2 separate regions of the Mus musculus genome follow, and region 2 is linked to region 1. Evidence: chromatin contacts called from public Hi-C data. All regions are on one chromosome and are shown on one strand. The core of a region is the stretch at or near the end of the contact, and the rest is flanking DNA. Distances in the headings are between cores, read along the strand shown. Region 1 holds the start of Rhobtb3 (Rho-related BTB domain containing 3). Region 2 overlaps Spata9 (spermatogenesis associated 9).

Region 1 (2,723 bases), core at 156-2,655:
CTACAATATCAGCAAGAAATCACAGATTTAAAATTAAATGAAGACACTTGAAATACATAGTGCTACTGTGTTATGAAGATATTTGTAAGTCAGGGAGCTGTCTTCTTTGTCCTTTTATCAAACACTTCAGAGTCAAGCTACTCAAGAGACAAGCTAAGACTTATTTTATTCAACTATCATAAACATGAAGATTTATTTAAGTTCTTAGTGGTATTTCCAATTTATTAACCACTAAAACAAAAGGCTAATATATGAGCATTAGCACTATTAAAAACTAGTCTTTTCAGAGGTTAATAATCAACAAATAAGCCATTTAAAATTAGTTCTCAAATCCCATTCTTTTTTCCCTTGTTCCCATACTATTTTTGACCTGTCCCTGTCTAGAGTATTTTTGCCTACGTTGAGCTGTAAAGGGCAGTATTTATAGAACACATCTCCCTATCCTCCACGAGGTGGACATGAAAACATGACTCTTGGCCAGTGGAACTTCGCGACCCTGTTTGGGGTTGGCACATTCAACTGTCAGCTGTCCATCCACTAAAGAACAAGTCTTGAAACACAGTAACGGCTCTATATTGCCCTGGGGCCATTTTACCTTACAGACGTGACTGGGCTGCCCCCACCACCTCCAAATTGTAACAAAGGATGGGATTTGCCAAAAAATGTAAAAACACAAAAACAAACTAAAAAAACTCTCCAGGCAATCAGGAAATTAAGAAACAAGGGGAGGAGGGATCCAAAAAGGCAAGCTCCTTCCTCCTGGGCACCGCGCAGCCACTGCCCCTTACCCAGACGGGACAGTCGTGCACCACCAGCTTGACGTTCCCGAACGCACTGGCCTGGTACTCAGTGAACACCGGGCGCGCGACCGTGCTGGCCGCGTTCAGCAACAAGCTACTCTCGTCCCCCGACACCAGCGGGCTTCTTCCCAGGTATGTGCGGATGAGCCCCGACGGCCGGTTGTCCTGGTGGAACGTGTCGCCCTCGTTCCCCAACGCCACGATGTGGATGGACCTGCGGGGCCGAGAGGGGCGCGGTGAGCGGGTGGGTACAGCCAGGGCGCGTGGCACGTCCCGGACCCAGACCGTGGCAGAACGGCGACGCGTACGTACATGATCGCGGCTGGCAGGGCGGCGCGGAGATGGCAGCGGGCGGCCTGGCGGGGGCCCGGGCGACGCTCTCACTGCAGTCAGCTCATCCCCGGCCGCGGCCCTCCCGCTCCTACGACGCGGCGCTACCGACGCAGAGGAGCGGGCCGGGAGTGAGCGGCCGGCCGGGCGCTGGCAGCGCTGCGGTCCCTGGTCGCCGCTCCTGGCCGCCGCGCCTCCGCCCGGGCTCCGCCTCCGCTCGGCGGGGCCGGAGGCCCGCACGTGTCGCCCCGAGAGTCCGGCGCGCGGGGGAGCTGGCTGCTGGCCGAGGCCGCGGGACACAAAGGAGCGGTGGGCGCGGGGACGACGCCGGAGCCCGGGAGCAGCTCGCCGCCAATCCGCCTGCAGCAAGTTTCCTCAACTCGGAAGGCTGAAACCTGAGCCGGGAGCGGGGGAGGGGCGGCCTGGCCCCCGCCGGGGACCAGAAGAGAGCCCAGCCAGGAGGCAGCCCCCTGCCCACCCCGCGGTCCCGTACCCACCCCAGCCTTCGCAGAAAGTGTGTTATCGTTTTGTCAATTTACAACATGCGCTTTGGCTGTTTTGTAAAATCGTACTTGTGAAGAAGGAAAAAAAAAAAAGGCAACATTCATGCAGCTGCAGAAAAGGTTCTTTGTTCACGCACCAATTAATTTGCGGGTGCCACTTTGGAAAGGTCATTTACTATTGCAAGCTATATTTGGCATATTTTAACCAAGATTGTGGAATTTGAAGTGTTGGGATTTTTAATGTGTGTGGTTTAAAAAAAAAAGAAAAAAAAAAAAAAGAAAGTTGTAGCAGTTTACTTGGATTTTTTTCAGTACACATTCCAGTTACATTATTTAATAATAGCTCACTGAAAAAGAAGGATCATGTTAATGTAAGGATATTTTAGATTCTTTCGTGATGACACACAGAAGTAAAGCTTGTGGAGGCCCCAAAAGGGCCTCAGACTACCTCCAGTATAAAACACCATGAGGACTGCTAATACTAGGACAGGCCAAAGGCTACTCTGGGGCTCCCTCATAAATATTAAAATTCTCACAAGCATCTCACACACAGTTAAGAGTTCTTGTTTATCTTTTTGATTATTTGCTCTGCTTTGAAATTGGGCTTGTTTTCTCTGTTAAGTGGACCTGTTTTGAGAACTAGATGTTTAAAAGGTCCTGGGAAGACTGAGGAAAACAAGAAGCTGGGAGATGGCCACAACTGTTTATTAGGAATCAGTATTGCTCAGCTGAGACAGAATTAGCTTCCTGTCCATAGACAGGGCAGGGCAGGGGGCGTTCTCTATGTAGTTTACTTAGTCCTCTCTGTTCTTTGAGATAGGTCTTCCCTCCTCAGCCTCCCAAATAGCTGTAATTAGAGTCACTAGTAAAGACAAAACCAAACAAAAACAAAACCAGCCCAGGCTATATCGTGAGCTCCAGAAGAGCCAGTTACATAGTGAGACCCAGTCCTAAATAAATAAATAAATAAATAAATAAATAAATAAATAAATTTTTTCCTTTGTGTCCAAGTACAATGTTTTGTAGTTTCTGGAAATAACCATCCTGAAAGATGCAAATGTGCAGAGTCACAGTTCCTCTTGGATCAAAA
Region 2 (2,700 bases), core at 46-2,545, 49 kb after region 1:
AGCCCTGGGATGTGATTTCTTGCTGGAGCCTAACTTTACTTTTAGCAGCTATGCTGTTTCCTTTCCCCTGGCTCTCGGTGGAATGGAAAAAAACAAAATGCCACCTTTATGAGGTGGTTTTAAGGATAAAACTGAGCGTTTATAAAGCATATATTTGGCTTTCTTGCTGTTTTATTTGAGCTAATGTTCTGTTCCTTCCAGGCTGGTCTGAGTAGCTGTGACAATCAGCCTGTACTGCCACACCAGCTTACAAAGCAAGCAGCATGACACCTGTAGCAGAATGAAGTGTTTATTCAATAAAATGTTATACACTTCAGAAGCATGTTTGTAAAGGTTTCAGGATATATTATTGGTTAGATTTCATTTCCTAACCTTTCCGCTATCAGTAATTATTTTGGCTTTTTTTAGGGGAGGGGAGAGGAGAGGAAGATAGTGTAAATAAACTTTGCAAAATGAGATCTTCCTATACTGCTCAGGCTGACATCAAATTGCTATGCTGAAGAAATCCTCCTGCCTCAGCCCTCAAATAGCTGGAACACATGCTCCTATGTGTGGATAATTTTGTTTTGTTTTGTTTTGTTTTTGTGATGCTGGGAATAACTCAAAACTGGTGCATACCAGGCGACCACTCTCCCATTGAGCTGAAGCTCCAATCTCAGCATTATAAGTAATTTTAAGGGCAATGCACACACTGATCTTAGCATGTGTGCACTATCCACTGTGCATTTTTATGACTTTATTAGTTACAGCCCTGTCATTGGACAGTCACTGAAGCTGCTATGTGGCTTGGCTCTTACTTCAGAGGAGCATGGCTAACTGCCAATTTACTGCTGGAGGGAAGGAAATAATTATTCGAAGGCCCTCATTTCATAGCCTGTTCAAAGCAACAGAAGTGGCTCATAGGAATGAGCCCCTTAACCTGAATATGTTATACCAATACGTTTAAGGTAACATCTGCTACCAGAAACCAGAGAGGCAAATTCATTATTAGCATAAACCCTTCAGGGCAGCAGGCTGGGTATGAGCAGAGGCTTGCCTGCAGCTTAATGATCATCTAAGGTCAGGACTGCCTGCAGCAGACCCATGATTAACATTTCCAAGCAGGTCATTAATCTCCAGGAAATGCTTAGTATTTTGATTGCTGTTGGCTTAATTGAGGTTGTGAATAATTTAGTAAAGAATGATTACATGAGGATTAGAAAAAGGCAACGAACGTTTCTAATATTTAGGGAGCACCTCCTAGCAAGCACGCTTCACAGCTAAACAGTGAAATAGTTCCGGTTTCAGAAATAGACTTCAGATTTGTGTAGAGTTGTCACACGTTTTTATTAGTTAAAGGAAGCGTCTTGTAAGAGGAGAAACAGGAACTAATATTGAAACCTTGAAATTTTCATTTTAATGAACTTTCTCTTTGTTTTTGCAGATGAAAAGGGGTTCTTTGTTTGAAATCATTTCTTTCCCAGCAAAAACTGCTTTAACTAGCATAATGTATGCTTCTTATGCAGCACTAATTTATTTGGTAAGTTAACTGCTAGATTGTAGAAATAAATGCATTTCATGCCTTGTTTTGAAGACAGCACTGTATCTACCCTTCCTTATCAGGAACTTTACTGTTTCTTTGTATGTAGGGTTGTTTATAAACTCTCTATGTCTAGCTGCTTTGTCTATTCAGTTTTACTGTGAATCACTGGACCTTCATAAAAACGTCTTTACAACTGGTAGAGTAAATTCTTCTAATCTATGATCATGACATATCCTTTGTTTACTTTGACCTTTTGAAATTTCTCTTAACAAGTTTTATGATTTCATCATAGTTGTTATGCATTTTTTAACTTTTATCATATTACAACATGTAATACTACTAATTTTTTCCCACAACCTATAAATTTGATGCAATCCAAATTAAAATCCAAACAGCTGGTTTCTCTCTCTCTCTCTCTCTCTCTCTCTCTCTCTCTCTCTCTCTCTCTCTCTCTCTCTGTGTGTGTGTGTGTGTGTGTGTGTGTGTGTGTGTGTGTGTGTGTGTTAGTGTGTGTGTATAAGTTGACTAGCTGCTTCTAGACTGGTCAGGGAGGCCTTGGAATATAATGCAGCTCAGTAGTGTTCTTGCTTAGTTGTGCACAAAAGCCTTAGGTTTGGTTTCAAGCCGTGTATATATGAATATATGAATCAGGCATGGTTGTGCAAGCCTATAATCCCAGCAAGCAAGAGGTAGAGAAGTCAGAATCAAAACTGAAGGGAACAAAGGGAGCATGTGTGTTGCTGTGTTTTACAGTGAGGAGCAGGAGGGACAGGAGGCAGGAGAGCAGCCGGAGGCCTCAACCCTTTGCTGTTATCCTTTCAAGAAAACCAGAACCGAATCTACCTTCAAAGCACTGCATTGATGCCTTCTGTAGGAATCTACCTTCAAAGCACTGCATTGATGCCTTCTGTAGGAATCTGCCTTCAAAGCACTGCATTGATGCCTTCTGTAGGAATCTACCTTCAAAGCACTGCATTGATGCCTTCTGTAGGAATCTACCTTCAAAGCACTGCATTGATGCCTTCTGTAGGAAGATGGTCGAACAGAAACATTCTTTGCATGACTATGCAAGTAGGAAGAGTCAGTACAACAATTTATATTCTGAGGAAAGAAAAAGAAAAAAGCTATAGGAATCAAGGCAGGTGAAAAGGAGCTAAAAGACACAAAGAAACAGCAAG

What was found. Hi-C and Micro-C count contacts between places; a contact is called where the count stands out from the background.
Region 2: a contact with region 1 is called in a Hi-C map of uterus, with 1.7 times the contacts expected there. The contact joins the enhancer-like site here to the promoter of Rhobtb3 in region 1. A contact is called at or near these places in 11 of 484 Hi-C or Micro-C datasets (the N1E-115 cell line, adipose-derived mesenchymal stem cells, cortical neurons and 7 more), 3 of 115 datasets of contacts at active chromatin or transcription factors (the NIH/3T3 cell line, embryonic stem cells and fibro-adipogenic progenitors) and 2 of 9 other capture datasets (adipose tissue and pancreatic islet).

The regions. Positions count from the first base shown.
Region 1 is chr13:75,942,419-75,945,141 of GRCm38.p6, forward strand. Rhobtb3 (Rho-related BTB domain containing 3) reads right to left here and starts at 1,406. Exons shown (of 12, transcript NM_028493.2): 1 at 1,113-1,406; 2 at 789-1,014. The coding sequence starts at 1,114.
Region 2 is chr13:75,991,591-75,994,290 of GRCm38.p6, forward strand. It overlaps Spata9 (spermatogenesis associated 9), which reads left to right. Exons shown (of 5, transcript NM_029343.3): 4 at 1,424-1,519. Among named protein-coding and RNA genes, the nearest start is that of Spata9, 25 kb to the left of the region's middle. Within about 2 kb of position 1,296, at least 79 of the 459 cell types and tissues checked have an H3K27ac peak or open chromatin away from gene starts, as enhancers often do. A contact at or near this core is called in the N1E-115 cell line, adipose tissue, pancreatic islet and 2 more, where this site is marked.